2 separate regions of the Gossypium hirsutum genome follow, and region 2 is linked to region 1. A link is a contact called in public Hi-C data. All regions are on one chromosome and are shown on one strand. Each heading gives the region's core, a stretch centred on a gene start, on an enhancer-like site or on the middle of the called end of the contact. The rest is flanking DNA. Distances are from core to core; before and after follow the strand shown.

The links. A called contact is a pair of places that touch in the nucleus more often than the background predicts.
Region 2: a Hi-C map of leaf shows a contact between it and region 1, with 1.6 times the contacts expected there. The contact joins the promoter of LOC107901804 here to the promoter of LOC107901806 in region 1. A contact is called at or near these places in 4 of 34 Hi-C or Micro-C datasets (callus, leaf and petal).

What each region holds. Positions count from the first base shown.
Region 1 is chrD06:45,647,303-45,652,644 of Gossypium_hirsutum_v2.1, reverse strand. LOC107901806 (eukaryotic translation initiation factor 3 subunit D) reads right to left here and starts at 2,703. Exons shown (of 3, transcript XM_016827965.2): 1 at 1,311-2,703; 2 at 849-1,308; 3 at 1-273. The coding sequence starts at 2,589. The coding sequence ends at 851.
Region 2 is chrD06:45,790,518-45,795,859 of Gossypium_hirsutum_v2.1, reverse strand. LOC107901804 (VQ motif-containing protein 4) reads right to left here and starts at 2,827. Exons shown (of 1, transcript XM_016827961.2): 1 at 1,650-2,827. The coding sequence starts at 2,540. The coding sequence ends at 1,803.

The sequences.
Region 1 (5,342 bases), core at 1,454-3,953:
GGTATCACAGTTCTTGACCTGCATGAAAGCTTCAAAGCATACTTATCTATCACTTTCAAAAGTTGAATAAATGCTCCTACAAAATCTGCCCGCACATGTTGCCAAGTCGGCTTGCAGATTCACAAAAATAGCTAAGAAAGAAAAATACAGTGGACTAATTTTGAGCTTCAAACGTGGTCCTTTTGAGGCGATAACATCCCCTGGATTGTTGTCCTCCTTAATCACCAATAAGCTCTAGCAATCAACACTGAAAACCGCAAGCATAAGACACAACTGACATAGCAAGCAGACAATGAAAGACAAAGCATCCACACAATATAGCAAGTAGAACAATGAAGAGTTGCTCCACAAAACAAATGATTGCTTCAATACATAAGCAACTAATAAAGTTCTTGAAATTTGAAATTTGCATGCCATACAACATACCACCAAATCAAAAAGATATTTCCAATAACCCCAGATGAACTGTATAGATTTGAAGGATTTCGAATTGAACAAAATGTTGTAGGGAAGTGGCTAAACAATTCTAACCTCTTAAAATTGTATGAGCAATGGTAAAATAGAAAAGAAAATTGAACATCATTAAGGGAGGATAAGATAACATGAAAAACCAAGTTTCATATGATTACAAACGATTTTGTACATTAAAAAAAGAAAGAAAATCAAGTTATAAATACTAGTATGTGGTACTGTGGTTAACTCAATAATATTTGGATCCATACAACATGCCAAGTACTAACATAAGAACAAGGGAAATTAACTTGCATGGAAGTCTTTGAGATAATAGTCTAGTGGCACAACACAAAATGCAGAGGAATATATTAAGAAAAATCCCAAGGAACCATTACCATTAAGTTTGTGTCTCAGTCTCTTTTGCCTCAACATCATTTGTAGTGCCATTCGGCTCCCCAGCTTCAGTATCCTCCGCAGGTGGCTGAACCTGCTCCTCTTCTGGCAATGGTTCTTCCACATAATCGTTCTCAAAAGCATCAGCTGGGACCTCATAAATCCTAACTTGAGGCTTTGATGGATCCTTCACAAGCACATATTTCCCCTCATTCAACTTCATACACAAATCCACAATGGACTTCACAATCCCCCACATATTAGCAGTATTCAGATTAATTTGTGCAGCAAAATCCCTTGGCTTATAACCAACAACACCCAATATCACATGGTTAAAATGATCCCTAGGATGAACCCTCGAAACATAACCCAATTTCATCAAATCGGCACTAGCTAATATTGATTGAGCAGTCCATTTAGCCAACTTATTCGCATTGTTCTTCAACTCGGTAGCCAAGACTGCCCCCTTTGTGTTTCCAACTTCTGCCTCCAATCAACACCAGAATACTTGGGATCAAACTCATTAAGCGCATTCAAAGTGAGGAAAGACTTTTGATTATTAACTTCAACAACACTCTGAACCTCACACCGTGCAATCAAATACATATCATTATCAAGTTTCCACCTCCTATACCTATATGCCACAGAAGCCACCTCATCACCTTCATTGGCAAATGGGTTCGGCTCATCAAAACTAACCTTATTCCCATCCCTAACCAAAACCTGCTGTGAAAAATTCTGATTTATGTAAGCTGCTTCAACACTCAATGAATAAGCAGAGTTAATATCATCTTTAGCTTCAGGCAATGGCTCCTGAGAGGTCTCGTGGACTGATAGCAAATCTAACTGTGACCCATCTCTTTTGTCGAAAAATAGTTTATTCCCAACACGTTGAATCACAATGTCCCAAGAATAAACTGACCTGGGTGCACACATTAACGTTGCCAGAATCGTATCAGTGGCGAAAACAGTTGCTTTGTCCTCATTTGCCAATCTTCGGATCACCGGGTCGTCAGTCGTGGTGACTTTAAAGAAGTTTCTGTTCTTGAACCTCTCGAGTCTCCGTTCGTTCTTCGGGGTAATTCGATCAAAGGAGCGATCGTAATACTCTAAAGCACCGCAGAGAAGTAAATCTTCAGGTTCTGGAACGGAAAAGGATAATTTGGAGAATGTTGAGAAAGGGATTTGATCCAGCATGTTCCACTCTGGTTGGATATCGACGGAGGATTTGAAAATCGCAGCTTCACGACGTTGCTGGTTCTGGTTCGATCGGTTGAGATTATAAAGACGGTCACGTCGGGCTCGTTCTTTTTCAGCTTCTCTTTTACGGGCCTCAACTTCTTCATCTCGCCGTTGAGGAAGTTGAGGTCGGTGTTGGTTGAAGCGCCACTTGGGGCCAAATTTAGGCCGCGTGGGCGGCTTTGCGTCGACTAAACGGAAGGAAGAATCGTCTTCGGGGTTCGCAAGAGGGAAAGTATCGAGGTCGAGCGAGAAATCGAAGGGCGACTCTGAGGAGGCTGCGCCAGGCTTCCCTGAAGAAGGGCGGTTAGATGGGTTGGCATTTGCAAAAGATCGGGTGAAGTCGGCGATTCGGCCGAGTTTTTCAGAGCGGGAGAAGGGAGCGAAAGGAACGTGAAGAGGGAGAGTGGTGGTGGTGGACGGCGCGGTGGCGGTGGTGGAGTCGGGCGGACCCCAGCCGTCAGGATTAAACGGAACGGCGCCTACTTCGAAAACTCCTACCATTGTCGACGGATCTCTAGATTTTGCTTGCAGTGGAGCCGAAGTGTATAAAGAGTACAAGTGTGTAAGAAGATAAAAGAAAACCCTAGTCCGACGGAGGGGATCTACATTGTCTTAAATGACAGGTTTACCATAGGAATTTGGGCCTTTTGTTTACATTTATATGAGAACTCGGATCTCTAATTGGGCCTCCACTATTTGAGTGCTACTCAAATAAATATATTTTAAGTGGGAAGAATCTCCTTGCACTAATGTAAAACTTAAAAGTGGTTTTATATTTAATTTTTAAGTGACATTTTAATATTAAAATTTAAATATTAAATACTTAGATTAAAAGCTTAGCTTTGTAAGTGGCCTATATTAATAATTTTTTTATGTTATGACAATAGTTTTGCCAATGCAACATTTAGACAATAGTCAAACATGGTTCGTAAAGGTGTGTTGAGAAGCACTAAACAAGGTTGAGATCATAGTTGGATGTGGTTCACACTAGTACACTAAGATCCACTAAAGAAGATGTAAAAAGTTGGGCAGGGTTTCAATGGTGTGTTAAGTGCTTGGAGTTTTTTTTAAAAAAACGAAGAGGGTTATACAGAGGAGTTTGATGTGGCTTCCACTAAATAGGTATCGTATAATGTAAGACCATATAGTGCTAGTAGTAGAGCCTTGGAGTGCTCTACTAGGATGTGATTGGATATACAACTTGGCCCTACTCTTATAGAATCAACGGTTGTAACATCCCTTACACGAGTCAAATCAATAACTCGAGCAAAAGATGTCACATTTCAAGATTAATACATCACTTAAGTTCCATTCTTTTCTTTAAAATACCTCAATACATACCTTCAAAACATCATGTAACACATCCATGTTCAATCACTAATCATTAACCACACAATCTTCAAGACATTCCCACTTCAACAAAACTTGTTTTCAAGGCATTTCACTATCTACTTAACACATTCCTTACCTAAGTACATGCCACATTATTGTCCATAAATTGAAATTCATACTTTTCCATATTACTGTGTTGATGCGATGTGATTCGGTAAGCCACTCACGAACACTTTTCACATGATCACTTTCAGGACACTCTTTTTAGCTAGATTTCACTCTATTTGCTTCTATTTTCTTCCTTTCACACTTTTATCACTTTCTTTCCTTTGTCTACAATACTTTCATCACTTTCTTATCTTTGGTTGCTATAGAAATTGTAGCATCTTTGGTTTGGCAAGTCTTAAGTTTTGGCGCGTAGACTGAGAGTAATATATGTGGCATAGTTCTATCCGTCCAATAGTTTCTTTTAGGCGTATAGAATGGGCGCATAACAGAAGTTGAGATATTAGGTAAAGAATGACCTTAAAATGTGTTGAGTTGTAAAGAAAAAGAGCTCGGTAAAAGTATTGGGGAAATTGCAAGTTGGGTTAATACCAAAGGTATTGTATGCCAAGTTTGATTGAAATTACTATGCTCGTTACGTTGTAAACATTCTAGTTAGGAATCAATTGAGTAGATGAGTTAGGTATAAATAAATTTATTAGATGATCATTTGTGTTCTCCTCAAGGGTCGTAGACCAAAATAAGGACAATTTTGAAAGATTGTGACACATGTCAAGTTCCATAATAAGGATATAGGTTGTATATATATGTATTCAAGTTTGAAAAAAAGGGGAGTTTTCTTCTTCCTTCTTCTAAAGTGTTATTATCTTATTTTTAAGGAACCAAAAACATTTCTTTCTTCTTTAAGCTGGAAGTTGTAATTCTATATTTTTATCAGTAGATACTCCATGTCAAGGTAAGTATTATGGCTCTGCATGTTAAGTTATGAAAGTTTAAGCCTGTATGGGTACATTAACAGTAAGATGAAGAAATAAAGCTTTGCATGGGGGTTATCTATGCTCGAGATGATGGTAAATAGTATGTGAAAGAGTTTTAATGGTGTTCCTATGTTTTGTAAGTAGTGGTTGCTGTAGTTTCATGATGGAAGTATGAATCTGGAGTTTAAGGTGCTGTACATGGGCGTCAGGTGAGTTTTATGTTGACTCCTGTATGTATACTGATCATATTGTGAGTCATCTATAGGAAATTGATTGAACAATGGATTCGAAGTCATGAAAAGTATATTATATGATCATTAGTGTACGAGTATTGAAACATTGAAGTATGGTTGAGTATGTATATGTTTGAAATGTATGCTATGAGATGTGTGTGTTCTGATTGAGTGTATGTTAGTGAAGTAAAAGGTTGAATTTAGATTGTGTCAATACATAAAGTGTCTGTTAAGAGAGTCTAGGTCTGTTCATCGCAGTGGTGTCTAATGGAGTCCGTTGGGACTAAAAACACGAATTCTGATATAAACTCTGAAGGAAAAGTCCATGGTCATGGTACCCTCTGAAAAAGAACTAGGGAATGGTGATTACCCAATGGGGTTCTCTGTGTATCCCAGGACGATGATGGGCAAACCTCATGTAATGTGAGTTTAAGAAAATCCATATCGTAAACATGACAATAAAGAATAGCCTTTGTGGTGAACTCTAAATGGAATGCATTTCTAGCGAACTCTAAATAGATCTCCTTAGTGGCGTACTTTATCTGATTGCATGTATGGTGTGCTTTGCTAAGTTTATGTGGTGTGAACTATCAGGAATATTTTGTAAGCTATGAATCTGAATGTCTGTCTCTTTTGTAATAAGTATGACCAAGATAAAGTATTGATATGCTCAAGAATAAGAGTTGAATAAAGTCATAAGGGTTCT
Region 2 (5,342 bases), core at 1,578-4,077, 140 kb before region 1:
AGGTAATCCATCTCCATAAAACTATCACTTACTCCTTCCTACTATCCTCCTTTCTTGTACGAGAGTTTGGACTGAAAAATTAATAGAGCCAAAGAGATTGAAATAATGCAATGCCTGATCATGTTTGTGAGAATTTAGATTACCTGATAATAGATGTTAATGTTATTTTTTCAAATTGATTTGGGATTAAGTTGTAAAATTGCAACAGTGTGGTCTACAAAAACAGAAATAAAAGAAGACAAGAAAAAACAAAAATAAGAGATGACCCCCAAAACCATTCAACATCAGGAGTCCCACTTTCTTCTTTTCCGCCTGCGTTTTCGCATGTCTCCATTCACTAAATTTTGGACGTTGGACTGTTTGGAGTCAAAAAGTGGGGACCCAAAACAATGTTTTAAGTGCAAGGTTCACTGTGATGAAACTGCCTTTGCATGATTACTTTTCCAAACTTTTCCTCTATATTGAAGTATCCTCTTGCTCAGGCTACTCAAAAGAAAAGAAACAAAATGGGGATCATTGTTTTCTCTTTCCATTCATTATCTCCTAATAAAATATCCTTCTATGGATGAAAGTGAATAATATACTATTTATATAAAATATTAAAATAAAACAAAATGTTTAAACTAAATTTATTTTTTTAAACAAATAACTAAATCTAAACCAATATAATTCATAAAAATACTAAGCAAAATATTTTATTCTTTATTAAAGTAAATATTAATATCATCTTCTCATTTTAAGTAAATTTCCACCACATAAAACCTTAATTACGAAAATTTAATTTTGATTTCCTTTAAGTTTTCTTTCAAAAACTTCCCATTTTATAAACAAAATTTCACTCGCTAAATCAAGCAAGAAAATAAATTTTAAAAATTTTAGACATAAATAGATTTCAATTTCTTTTTAAAAAAAGTTTTTAAGATTTTTAAAAATTGTTAGAAATTTTGAGTTAAAATTTGTAATTTGCTCTCAAATCTCCTCTAAAAATTCTCAAAAATTGAGATTTAATTTAACTTTTCACATAAAAATTATATTATCTTTTGAAGTTGATGATTTAAAAAAAATCATCTATCAGATTTTCATAAATTAAATTATCATTTATCACGGTGCTCATTCCACAATAATACATAGGTTTATAATTTAGGCATCAAATTAACATTTTCAAACTACAAATACCATGTTAGATTTTTTTTTTTTCATAACTAAAGCATCCAATAATAATGATCAATTCTATCGTCATGAATTCTCTTTAAAGAGATAAACAATTGATCGATCTTACGAACGTGAATCTCAATAACATCGTTAAAGTTAAAGGAAGAAATAAACAACCACCGCATCACATCAGAACTCATGTAAAGCATTTAATGAAACTAATAATACACAAACGGATCATTTAAATACCGCACTAAATATTTTCAAAATACAAATTCCACCTTATAACATCATCCAAAAGAAAATTAAGAAAAACTAGTAATAGTCACTCTTTTTTTTTTCCTTGGCCATTAATAGTCACTCATTGATTCCAATTCAAATCAGTCATTTCTCAATTTACCAAAATTTAAATTCCTCATTTGACTAAGATAAATCAATTGTTTTTAACTAAAATCAATTGTTTAAAATTTCCCAGCATCCAAGCATCGCAGAAGAAGTAAAAAAGCAAAGATTTCCTCTTGAAGTATCCAAGATTACAAATCATTTCTCGGCCCTTTTTTTAACATTCCTCATCTTCAGTGCCCAACAATATATAAAAAAAATCTTACAACAACATCAAAAGAAGCAAAAATAAAAATGATTTGTTTTTCTTAGTTTGAAGAAGTAGAAGAACCTGAAACTCTAGGTGAAGTAACTGGAAAAAGAGGGAGAAGCCTAGGCTCAGTATCTCGTGGCGTAGAGGCCGGCGATGGATGCAAATAAAAACCCTTTTCTTTAATTGCTTTCTCTTCAGCTTCCTTGTCTAAGTTGGTGATATTATTAATACAATCGGCGTGGTTTCCAGGTCCAGATCGATCAAAGGGGTCGGATATCAAGGGAGTAACCGGGCTAAGAGTCAAAGACGGGAAGTCAAGAATGCTAGGGGAGAGTATTTCGGGTTTTCGGGGCGAAAATCCTGAATTGCTAGAGTTGAAAACCGGGTTCAAGGGGTTGATCTTGAGGTTCTTGAGAGAGCTCCGTCGCTCGTAAAGTCTAAACCCAGAGTTTTGCTTGTTTTTGGGGATGGACTTGATCGGCGGGATGTGGGTTTTGAGGTTGGGATCGGAGTGAGGGGAGGAAGTTGAGTTAATGGAAGAAGCAAGCTTGGCGGTCTCGGAAGATCCGGTGAGCATCTGGACGACTTGCTTGAAAGACGAAGTGTCGGCTTGGACGAAAGTTGTCGGGTAAGGATTGGCGGATTCGGATCTGGTGATGAGTTTGGGTTGCTGAGGCGGCGGAGTCGGGGGTGTTGGGGCGGTGGTGTTGCTGCTGATGCTGCTGTCGGGACTGTGGGTTTTGGGAGAAGGAAGGAAATTGGGGTTTGGGCTCAGCCATGTAGAGGTTTCCATTTAGGGCTACCTTTTCTTTTGTGTTGATTTTCTGGCTTCTGTTTGGATGCTTGGGAAAAGGCGGAAAAAGGTTAGACAGTGATAGAGGTTTTGGTTTGGTAAGAAATGTTTTGGTGGATTGCGAGCTTTTGGGGTTCGGCTGTCGTTTTTGTTTTGTCTAAACCGTGTATTTATTTAATTATCAAGGTAGTATTTGGAAAGTAATCTGCATATAGATGTAAATATTTGAATAATATGATTGGGTAATTATTGGAATTTGTGGGTTTTATTGAATTGTAATTTATATTATAAGCATGAGCATGGATTGAATGTTTATAGTCAAAGGTTTATAATATTATAAATCCTAAAAAATGTATCTTAAAAATAATCTATAAATCTATAACAAAAATATATTATTTAAATTTTAAAAATTTAAAATTATGATAAAAATTTTATTATAAAAAATCATTTATATGTTATAAAAGTGTTATAATATATTTATTCATTTTTTATTATAACATTTGTAAAAAGATAACTTTCTAAAATCATGGGAAAAATATTTACTTATAAAAAATGTTACAAAAGTTATCAGACACTTCATAAAAGAATTTTTTATAGGGGTTATATATTATAAATTTTATATTATTTTGACTTACTTTACATATTATAAGAAAATGTTATAATTTAGCATAATTCTATTTTCAAATTAAGTTTATATAAGATTTTATTATTAAGGCTAAAGACTATTTGCATTGTAAACTTAAATATTTTATGATAAATGTTACAAATACAAAAAGTTTTCTTATATCATATTGCAGGGTATGATATCATTTCAGAAAATGGAGCATAAAAAAAAAAGATGGATCGTACTAACATGTTGCATAGTTTATAGCGTCACTCATAGGTGGATTTATAATGATCCATACTTCAAATAATATATAGAATAAAGAGATTTTGATCATCTTAATTATACAAATTCAAAATCAGATGATGATAAAGTCGATCAATGACCAACATTTGATGAAAAGGAGCATATGTTAAATATTAAAATGAGAATAACCTAACAAATATGGAACACTAGAACAATTATATAAAATTATATATAATGTTTATTTTTCTTGTTATTTTTATTAAAAATCGTATTCTAAATTACTTTTTTGGACTAACATAATACACATGATGATTTAATTTGAACTTTTGTTACTTTTTTAGAAATTCTTTTTATCATGCCAATATTTTTTATCGTAATTATTATATTTTAAAAAATATAAGTTATATAATTGTGTAATTATAATTTATACTGTTAAATGTGACATAGAGAATTACAATGCAATTGCACTATATCAACCAAACAGATCTAAAGAATTACAATAAAATAAGTTAAAATTTACTATTAGAAGAGTATTACAATTTGTACCATTTAAAGTATGGATGATCTCAAATTCACTTATAACTGAAGCTATGAAGTATGCAACATGTTAGTACGATCCAATCTTTTATTTTGTATGCTCCATTTTCTTCAATGATATCATACCTCACAATATGTTGTAAGAAAACTTTTTGCATTTGTATCATTAACATCTACCATATAATATTTGGGTTTACAATACAAATGGTTTGTAGCCTTAATCATAAAAACTGAAATGATCCATACACACCTAAAGAATTACAATTTATACTTCATAGCTTTATTCATATTATTATTGTAGCGACCTAAAATTTTTTGCACGGGCGATAGTCGAAGTGATTATTGAAAATTTGAAAATGGAGTTTTGATTTTATTTAAAAAAGGAGTCGTCACCGATCTTTTTTGTAGGTGTGATCGGACACCTAATAAAATTCTCTTTTTAGAAGAAAAATTTATTTTAAAACTTTTCTAAAAAAAAGGTAATTTTAGGTCTACGTTAAAATCCAGAGAAAATTAGGGTTCGGGAGTCGATTACGCCGAGGAAGGTATTAGCACCCTCGCGACGCCCAAAATTGGTATCTCGTTAAACGCACGTTGTCTTAATTTTCAAAAATCCGAGTTCAAATTAACATTTAATCGTGATCCGATTAAAATACGAGAATTTTTTTTAAACATGAAGATTTTTGAAACAATTATTTTTTGAAAACACGAAAATTTTTAAAACACAAGAAGTTTAGAAACACAAAATATTTTAAAATGAAAATTTTGAAACACGAGAATCTTTGGAAACACGAATTTTTTTGAAACACGGAAATTTATGATGCACGGAAATTTTTGAAACACGAAAAATTTAAAAAAAAAATTTTAGAACTCCAGAATTGTTGAAAACACGAGGATTTTTGAAACACGAAAAATTTTAAAAACAAGGAAGCTTTTGAAACACGGGGAATTTTTGAAAATATGAAAATTTTTGAAAACACGAAAATTTTTAAACACGAGAAATTTTTTTTGAAAAGAAGAAAATTTTTGAAAACACGAAAATTTGAAAACTTTTGAAACACGAGAAATTTTTGAAAACACGAAAATTTGAAACACGGAAATTGTTTTTTTTAAAAACACGAATATATTTTTTTGAAACATGGGAAATTTTTTATTATTTTTTTGAAACACGAGAAAATTTTTTGAAACACGATTATTTTTTTTAAAAAAAGTACCGTATTTGACACGAATCAACGATATTCACCCCTACATGGCGATGAAACCGTCGAATTAGTGTCAAATCGATAGATTTAATCGGGATTCTAATAAAACACGAGAATTTTTATTAAAGTACGATGAATTTTGAATATTTTCGATTTTTAGAAGGGCGTCCCGTATTTAACACGAGCCATCGATATTCACCCAACATAGCGATG